Linked DNA regions of Mus musculus: all the other regions are linked to region 3. A link is a contact called in public Hi-C and HiChIP or PLAC-seq data. All regions are on one chromosome and are shown on one strand. Each heading gives the region's core, a stretch centred on a gene start, on an enhancer-like site or on the middle of the called end of the contact. The rest is flanking DNA. Distances are from core to core; before and after follow the strand shown. Region 1 has its middle 25 kb from the start of Gm35909. Region 2 has its middle 36 kb from the start of Spry2. Region 3 has its middle 4.2 kb from the start of Gm35967.

Region 1 (3,088 bases), core at 298-2,797, 190 kb before region 3:
CTACTGACTTCACATGTACCATGACAGGGTGTGAAGAGACACATAACTTGCTAAATCTAGACCTTTGAGGTAGAAGGAGGGGGCTTCCCCGGAAGTTTGAAATGTGCTAATTGAGCATGGGAAGCACCAAGAGTCTACACTGTGCTTCCAGGCTAAGAGATGGACCTGAGAGTTCTTTGAATCTGGTCAAAAGAAGAGACATTTAGACTTTCTTATCAGCTTGTCTTGATCCATGGACCAAGGGACAAGGAAAGACAGGTTTAATTAAGACAGTTGTCATACACACTTACCAAATATACCCACGGAAGAAACAAAAGGGAAGCCAGGATTCTGGGAAGATTTGTACAGTGTGCTCATCAACTGGGGTGCCAAAAGGCTATTGAGACATCTTTTAGCTTAAGGGCCTTGGAAAAACTTTCTTGGAGGAAAAGGTTCCCCAGAAAGCTCGGGGTAGGGCATTCAAGAGAGTGAGTGTATGATGGTGTATGTAGAACTGTCAGTAAGTATTCATGGTAGAGGTAGTGTGTAGCACAGTCATCAGGGGCCTTGGGGATATGGTATCAGAAGTTTGCAGTTACTGGGAAGGAGAACCCTTGCAGGGTGATACTGAGATATGAATTTTGGAAGCTGGTTATTTAGAATGCTACCCGACCTTTAGTGAGAAGGAAAATAAGCAACCCCCTGATAAGTGATGGGCACTTGGCTCACTTAGTTAACCTCCTGCTAAAGCGATTGTAGGTTTATGCTTTAAAACGATAGGTTATTTTCAGTGGTATTTGGCTGTGTTTCTAGGGGTGTGTACTAAAAGCAGGGAAGGACGTGGGACAGGAAAGGGGACAAAGAGAGAAAAGAAGAGGGAGTCAGGAGGGAGGGAAAATATAACAGAAAGAGGGAGAGAGAGAGAAAAATGGAAAATCGGGAAAACCCACAAAGTAACAAAAGGTCGGAGTGTTTGAAAGGTCCTCGGCCCCAGCAGGGACTGAGTGTGGAGTCAGAGGGAAAGAGGGGAGGAACATGGGACAGAGGATGACCACAGAAAGCTCTGCTCCCCTATGGGTCAGAAGAGAACCAGACTTCGTTTTAGTTTTTAAGAATTGTTCGATTTAGCAGGGACGGCCGGGGGGGTGGGGGGTGGGTGGGAAATAACAATAACACACAGAGAAGTGTCCTAGAAAGAGAGAGCTGAAATTCTCAAGAGAGGCTGGGCCCCAAAGGGAAGCCACAGAAAGCCAACCCTGTCACACTAGCCTGCCTTTCTCTTACTCTGACGTGAGAACTAAGAACTCAACACTTGAGGACGGGAGACCAGTACTAATCAGATATTTGTAATCTGTAGCAGCAGTTTCCTAACCAGGTTCCTTGGCAGTTTTCTCAGTCAGGGGTCTTTGTCTTCTTGCCCACATTGCAGGTAGCTCTCCTGGAAATCCTAGTGTGACACTGGAATCAGCTGCCATCCAACCATGGCCTCGGCTTCTGGAGGCGATAGAAAAAAGACCGACAGAAGTCGGAACTGGTCTGCTGAGCAAAGGCTCCGTTCTCAGAGCGGGAGGCTAGAGAGTCGGGAGGAGGGGGATTTGATTAAAGGAAGCAAACCTTCCGTGACCGAGGCAACCAGAAGGCCCCCAGAAGCCTCTGAGAGCTTGAGGGAAGGGGCATGAAGAAGTCCTGTAGATTTGTTACATCAAGATGTTAATGTTTTTAATCAAGGTTCCTAGGTGACCCTTAGGCAATTAACTCACGGTCCAGTTGTCCTATTGTGTATCTTCAGCTGATTCTCCTTTGAGCCCTCTCCTCGGCTCTTTCCCTGACGAGCACTTCTAAATTTGAGAAGTGTTTATGAGCCGCTACATTCAGCATTAATTTAATCCGAGTGCTTAATTCATTTCTTTCTCTTTTGTAGCTGATTGAAAAAAAAAAAAAAAAGAAGGAAGCTATTTCAATCCAGGTTTTATCCTCTCGAGAGAGAAAAGGGAATGATTTAAATATGTGGGGCACAGTATTTCTAAAACCTGGGCAAATAGCCTAATAAAATAATTCTGAGCATATGAACGTATTCGCATTCCCTTCCCCTTGCCAGGTGCAGCCCGTGGGAGCTGAATAGCTTCGTGGATCAGTGTTCATTCAAGTGATGATAGGAAAATGATTATGATAAAATAATTTTCACCATTTTCGCAAATTAAAACTTTAAGAGCATAATTCTGAATATAGCTCTTAATAATTTTTAGAACCAGGGTTAGAATTGCGAACTTACAAATGAAGTAAACGCTTTTTTAATTAACCACCCGGGTCAATATCAGACAACCTCTGAATTCAATATAGAAGTAGAGAGGAAAATGAGAAGACTGTATTTAATGACGCTGCACACGCTTCACGTTATTCTTACGTTGTATTTTCTCGCTCTCAGCTAGTACCAGTCAAAAAGTATGTGGGCTCTCCGTTCCCTGGCAGATGTGGTTAGCTGCATGTCGACTATGATTTATCCCAGAAAGTGTGCTTCATTTATAGACTCGGGTATTCTGATATGACCAGCACACGTGGTGCTCAAGTATTCGAAGAAAATTACCTACTACTTATTAGAAAAGTCTGCTGAGAGTACTGAGTTACCTACCAGTGTGAATTTACAAGACCTTTGGCCAAATTTCTCAATGTTAAGCTTTTTAGATGAGAAAATACTTAGCCACAGCGACAATGTGCTTAAAATCTGTGAAAGTCCGCAGTCCTCCTTCCAGCAGATCTAGGGGAGAGGATGGCTAATGCTGGGTTGGAGATAAATGTCTTCATTTTATAGTGCTTTAATTTTGTCCAGTACAGAGCATAATAGGAAAGAGAGACAAATAATATGAATTCATGAAAACAGAGAAATTTGATAATGAAATAGTGGCTGTGATCTGTTTTCCTAGTCCTCTACAGGAGCAGAAAGAGGGAGGTGTCATCAAGAAGCCCCTGACTTAGCTTGTACGTCTTAGGTCAGGCATCCAGACAGGGGGCTAGAGAGGTGGCTCAGTGGTTAAGAGCACCCGGGTTTGGTTCCCAGCAAACCTATGGTGGCTCACAATCACCTGTAAGTCCAGTTCTAGAGGATCTGGTA
Region 2 (2,901 bases), core at 184-2,683, 130 kb after region 3:
AGGGGTCCCTGCCTCTGTCTATGCTCTCTCACAAGTCTCTAATGAAGTTTCTCCTCCACCACACCTAGGAGTACTCAGGTTTCCTTGCCTTTTTTGTTTTCTTTTGTTTTGTTTTGTTTTTCCCATTCACTTGGGGCTGAAGCCCGGACTGGTCAAGTTCCTTTCCTTTTTATTTATTTATTTTTTTATTCAGTAATGTTGAGAAGAATTCGGGAGTAAATTAAACAATTTTTGTGCTAATAATAACAGAATAATCCTCCTCTTTAAAAAAAAAAAACTAAAATTGCTTAAGGCATTTAAAAAACTTGTTACTACATGCCTTATAATTAGCCTAGTATTAGAAACAAAAGAACCCCAGCAGAGTTTATCTGAGCCATCAGTGCCAAGGGAATGGATACAGACTTTGAACAATGACCTCAGATTTCTAGTCTAACCTTTCATTTCCGGACTGCTAGCTGATGGGTAACATTCTGAAAGACAGCTTCCCCAGTTTCTCCCTCCCTCTCCTTTGGAACTCAAAGGAGTTTGCATCTTAATCCGTTTCTGTAGAATTATAGAATTGTAGAATATTAGAAGGTTGAATTTGGGTAAAGCTTGGAGAAAAACATTAAAATTTCCTCTGGCTCTCTGGGAAATGTATAACTCTCCTGAGAGAAGATCACAGCTATGCTTCTGCCAGCAGGTCTTTGGCATTCTCTTAAAACAAAAGCTAGACTACAACCACCATTAATAATGGTGTGCATTACTCATAGGGACCTGTCTTCTATGCGCTGCTCTTTACTTAATGAATATGAGAACACACTGTATTTCGCCTTACAAAGGGAAGATCAGAAGCGGTCCATTCATTTTGTTGGATTGAGTTGTGTGCCCTCAGAAACAGAACAAAGCGGAGGGTGGAGCCAAATAAAGAGAGCACCACTACCTGTAAACCCACAAAGATTTCCTAATAAGAGTATTGCAATTAAAATAATTTTTCTGTGAACATTTTTGGTTCACAAATTCTATTAATGATGGAGAACAGAGTACTCTACTGTGATAAAATATTCCGGTTTTCTCCTCTTTCCTTCTCCAGCCCTAAACATTAAAAATTTGTATCACTGACGACTTAAAAGGTTCACCCTCAAGCATCCACTGTGTGTGTGAGTGTGAGTGTGAGTGTGTGTGTGTGTGTGTGTGTGTGTGTGTGTGTGTGTGTGTGTATGTATGTATGTGTGGTGGATGGAACTCAATACCTCACTCCAGCTAGGCAAGCACCCAGTCACAAATCACAGGTTTTCACAGATTTCCCTATTTCTCATTATCAGAAAGTCTTTTCAGATGCTTTACAGAGGTCATTCAAAGTTAAAATTCAGCAACCCCGCCCCGTGTGACCCTTTCTCTAGATTCCCACCCTGGGGTGTTTCCTTTCCCCGCTCCCCTAGGGAGCAGGAAGCTTATCAACAAGACACACAGGTGTGAGATAATCAGTTAAGCTCCTCCCAGGGGTGTGGATCTGGAGCGAGTGGCGGAGAAAGCCCAAGTCCAGTGTGCTCAAAGCAAAGTTCAGTAGTGGGAGAGAGTGTCCCGCTTTTGTCATTTAAAACCACTTCCTTAACTCTTTATCCTCCAGGTACTATCTCTATCTCTGTGACACTGAATCTTTTATCAGAACTTGTTCCTAAATAATGAAGTTCACATTACCTTCTAGTGCATTTTCTTCTTTTAGTTATGATTTAACCCAGGTGCCAACTTGGGATTCCAATGATTCTATTTACCTGAATTCTGGCTTGGGCAATTTGCCTGAAAATGTCAATCTTATTTTTTGTTTAGATTTACTTTAATACTATCCAACAATAGACTCACCATATCTTTTTTTTTAAGATTTATTTATTATATGTAAGTACACTGTAGCTGTCTGCAGAAACTCCAGAAAAGGGCATCAGATTTTGTTACGAATGGTTGTGAGCCACCATGTGGTTGCTGGGATTTGAACTCAGGACCTTCGGAAGAGCAGTCGGCACTCTTAACCACTGAGCCATCTGACCAGCTCCTCACCATGTCTTTTTTACTAGTATTGGCATCAATGGCCAAACAAATGTCGTAGATTGTTGAAGGTTTAGATATGCAGTTTTGATTCCCAGGAAGTAATACTGTAGGCAGATATGGTAGGAAGTAATACACTTTCAGAGACTAAAATATGAACATTTAACAACGATGCCCCAGTGATTAAAAGAAGCTCAAAGGAAGAAGATGCTCTATTGTAAGTCAATAAGGAACTTGATAGCACAACACAGAGTACAAAGTGACCTAAAGATCCGAGTGGGGACTACAGGAGATAAACGCATACAGGCGGTTTACGGTGGGCTCCTGCATTGGTATCCTTAACCAGAAACCAAAAATGCACTTTGTCCTATCCTGGCTGAAGGGGAAATGCCAGGACTGTTTCTATTCTGCTTCTTAAATGATTTTCGCGTCTCCATTCTTGAGATCAGAACGTCGGAATAGCCTTGGGCCTGACCTCCACCTCACTGTCAGCTTTGGAACACACCTCCGGCTTCCCGGGAAATCCCAACCAAGTAAAATCCGCTTGGCCTCCCTCTAAACCGCTAGTCCAGTCTGAAAGAATAAGCTACCGCTCGCCCAGAGTGGAGACAAAGCATTCCGATCTGCTCCAAAGATAGAAATACTGCATGCCATTGTCTCCTCCCTTAAGAGAGATAGTGCATCTGGGTGTGTCAGTCACCTGGTCAGGTCTCCAAGCCACCAAGAGAGCTGACTCACCGGAAGGTGGAAGGGATAATTTCTGAGTTGGTGAGACAGCATGCCTGTCCTCCCCTAAAGGCCTTCTGTCCCCTGTGCAGCATTGCAGAACTTCCGTCTTGTAGCACGGAGGGGCGAGAAACATAACTTCCCTTTCCTTCG
Region 3 (3,102 bases), core at 321-2,820:
TATTCCAGAAGGTATAAGAGCGTTATGTTTCTTGTTTCTTTGCACATTCCCAACATAAGTTTTGTCTGGGTTAGGTAAGAGGACAGCAGAAACACCGTTGGTAAGGTACAGAGAAATTACTGGCTGTAGTGAATCCTGACTCAAGGGCACAATGACTAAACATAGATCCAGGTCCAGGGCTCAGAAGAGATAATGGTTATGAAAAGTAGTTGAAGATGCCCAATATAAACAAAGTGCATCTAAGTGCTGGTATCACAGGTGGCAAGTAGGGGAGCCGGCCAATGCAATTATCATTCCTTAAAGGAACGAGACTGTATCAGGCAGGGCTTGTGCATTTGGAAAGAGCATTAGCAGAGCTAAGTACTTCATAAAGCCAAGAGACTTTGAGCTCTGAATCTCTCCCAGCTCCATGGAAAATGCAATCACCAGAGAGTTTGTTTTAAATATAAAATCTAATGAGACAGCTATGAGGATAATAGATCTGCCTTCTCCTCTCCAAGTTTTATTCAAAACTCATCACATAGACTTGGGGTAAATGACACACCTGAAAAGCAAAGCAAGCACACGCTGCTCTGTAGCAGGAACCCACCGGCAAGGGCTCTCAAACGCTTCCCTATGGAGATCTAAGCTGTAAAAATTAGTATTTTTCAACTCCAAAACTATATATGCAAAAACATTGGCTAACACTGTAGGGCCATGACTATGCTAGAATCTGATCGAAAAATAGTACAAAATTCCCCATATGGTGAAGGTCTCAACATTCTATTTTTAACAGATTTTGGAAAGATGGGTAGAAAACATATTAAATGCCTTCTCTGAATGGCAGTGCTGTGTCTGAATGTTTCTATTTTTATACTTCTATGCATATGTGTCATCTAATTCACATTTTTTTATTATCCTTTAGGGGAATGAAACAAATTTTCTACAAATTAAAATTCAGAAATGGACATATTTCTATTTCACCAGAAATGAACATTCACAATCCAAAACTCTAGCAGCTTCGCAGGCTTCATTTTTTACTTGCTGAATTGCTGTAATTATGCCAGGATATTTTTTGATATTTCTTCTTAAACGCGATGAGAATTTCTCTTTGAAACAAGAGGCTCCCTGCCCCCCCCCTCCCTTACCCCCAAACAGTGCCTGTGCTTTTTTTTCTGGAATCCAAATGAGATGCTTTAGCCAATGCTGATTTCAAAGGCTCCAGAAAAACAGCCTCCTCCAGCCCCTAGCCAACGCAGTCGCTGTGGCTTTAAGAGTAGCGTTCCGCCACCCCCCTGAGCCCACATACTTGTCCTCTTTGCACAGAAAGTGCCAAGCAGTGACATCTACTACAGTTTCTAGGACACGGTGCTCTCTGCTATACAGGGAGAAAAAGAGAGAGCGCGCTGTGAGAGAGAAGGCAGGCAGGGGAAGTGAACACAAACCCAGCTACATTCCCAGCGGACAGGCACTTCCCATGCAGTAATCCTGACCTGCTGTTTATGGCTGTTTGGCTGATAGGAAGCCCAGCTCCAGCGAGCTCTGGGGCCCAGCCTCCCCCCCTTGCTGTCCATTAATCATGAGAGGCTGTTACGAAGTGTACACAGAGTGGGAGTTCTGCCTAGAGTGGCCTCTAGCTGTCTCCAGCTCAATGAAATGACCCTGTGTGAAAACTTGTTTTATGAGAGATTGGTTTATTTGTAACTAAACTACTTCCTCCGTTATTTGATAAGCTCAAATATTTGCTGGTGATAGTCTGAGAGTGTCACATTTATTATCCTGTTTCTGTGGTTGCCTCACTCCTTTGGAACCAGCTCTGTTAACCCTTGGAAGGACAGCCCACGCCATCTTTCAGTTGGTCAGCATTATGTCAGACCAATTAGGATTTGTGACTCAAAGAGGGAGACTGTGTAGTTCCAAAACCACACGGACAACTCCAGAGGCAGAAGACTTTGATAAAAGTCCCCTAGGATTCTGAAACCACCATTTAAAAAAAAGGAAGGGCAGGGCTTCTGACTTCCTAACATAAATCTAAGGCCGTTCTAGACACATTAGTATTCCTGAAATGACAACTTTAGATAGGTCGGTGTGACTTCCTGTAGTTCTCCAGACCCCCAAAACGTCAGCTGTGTAAAGCGTGTGCGTTCTCAAAATGCTTAAAATGTCGTAGCATTCGGTGCTTTGACGCTTTGCCTGTTAGAGTCTGAGCTCATTTGCATTTGGCAGGACTTATTTCCTGCTTCCAGAGAAGGGGGGCGGGGTGGGGGGTGGAAGCCTTTGCTTGCTCTCTCAAAGGCTCAAAGGGCTCTCTGGACATATAAAACTATGTTTCCAAGAATTAAATGAACCAGAATGAGGCAGATCTCTTTTGGAATGAAAAGAAATACAGGCTTTTGTTACATGCAACACATTTGGAAAACCTAAATGGAATATCTCTCTTGACAAACCCACACTGGGACTGTTTTTGCAGCTCTTTCAGTCTCTGGTCAGCTACACGGAGTTCTCAGTGAATGCAGAAGAGGCTAAGGAAATAGCCACTTACGTGTGGCAAAATGTTCCAGCCTTGCAGAGATTTTTCCCAAAATCATTAGACCCACCAAAATGCTTTCCATTTGCCAGGCCTTCACCTTCCCCATCAGAATTTCCACAGTCCTCCAGCCTTGCAGCCCAGCTGTCAGTACCTCCTAAAACAGCCAGCCGTTTGTAGCTGAAAATGTAACCAAGTTTATACACTTCTAACCCAGAGAGCTCCCTGACGATCAGGCAGGAGAAAAAGAAAAACAAAGCAAAGTGGAGCAAAGCAAAGACGTTTTACTCTCAACTTGTTTCAAGGTCACAACAGAACACCCATGCAAGCTCCTTCCATGCTCATAAAAGAGGAGAATTTGGGCCAGCTAAGGCCTGTGGGAGGGCACATAAAGAGGGACCTGTACTGGGAACACAGCCTGGAGAGACCTTTTCCATCATGTGAAGGGGCATGGCTCAGGGTTCCACCTCTGGTTTCTTTTAGATCTCTGCAGGTAGCCTTTCCCCAAGACCCTGCCAATGGAACAAAACTTGGCCAAGTGATGACTAGAATTGTAATTATCTGAAATATATATATATCAAAATATAACTATATTT

Evidence for each region. Hi-C and Micro-C count contacts between places; a contact is called where the count stands out from the background. HiChIP or PLAC-seq counts read pairs in DNA pulled down with a chosen protein or histone mark.
Region 1: a Hi-C map of nephron progenitors shows a contact between it and region 3, with 2.6 times the contacts expected there. The contact joins two enhancer-like sites. A contact is called at or near these places in 4 of 484 Hi-C or Micro-C datasets (cortical glia, nephron progenitors and uterus) and 2 of 115 datasets of contacts at active chromatin or transcription factors (bone marrow-derived macrophages and cardiomyocytes).
Region 2: a contact with region 3 is called in an H3K27ac HiChIP or PLAC-seq map of embryonic stem cells, with 9 read pairs. The contact joins two enhancer-like sites. A contact is called at or near these places in 1 of 39 promoter capture datasets (the 3T3-L1 cell line), 5 of 484 Hi-C or Micro-C datasets (3T3-L1-derived adipocytes, the HPC-7 cell line, cranial neural crest and 2 more) and 3 of 115 datasets of contacts at active chromatin or transcription factors (craniofacial prominence, embryonic stem cells and trophoblast stem cells).

The regions. Positions count from the first base shown.
Region 1 is chr14:105,541,289-105,544,376 of GRCm38.p6, forward strand. No RefSeq gene overlaps it. Among named protein-coding and RNA genes, the nearest start is that of Gm35909, 25 kb to the left of the region's middle. Within about 2 kb of position 1,548, at least 31 of the 459 cell types and tissues checked have an H3K27ac peak or open chromatin away from gene starts, as enhancers often do. A contact at or near this core is called in nephron progenitors, where this site is marked.
Region 2 is chr14:105,859,663-105,862,563 of GRCm38.p6, forward strand. No RefSeq gene overlaps it. Among named protein-coding and RNA genes, the nearest start is that of Spry2, 36 kb to the right of the region's middle. Within about 2 kb of position 1,434, at least 34 of the 459 cell types and tissues checked have an H3K27ac peak or open chromatin away from gene starts, as enhancers often do. A contact at or near this core is called in embryonic stem cells and trophoblast stem cells, where this site is marked.
Region 3 is chr14:105,730,986-105,734,087 of GRCm38.p6, forward strand. No RefSeq gene overlaps it. Among named protein-coding and RNA genes, the nearest start is that of Gm35967, 4.2 kb to the left of the region's middle. Within about 2 kb of position 1,571, at least 335 of the 459 cell types and tissues checked have an H3K27ac peak or open chromatin away from gene starts, as enhancers often do. A contact at or near this core is called in embryonic stem cells, nephron progenitors and trophoblast stem cells, where this site is marked.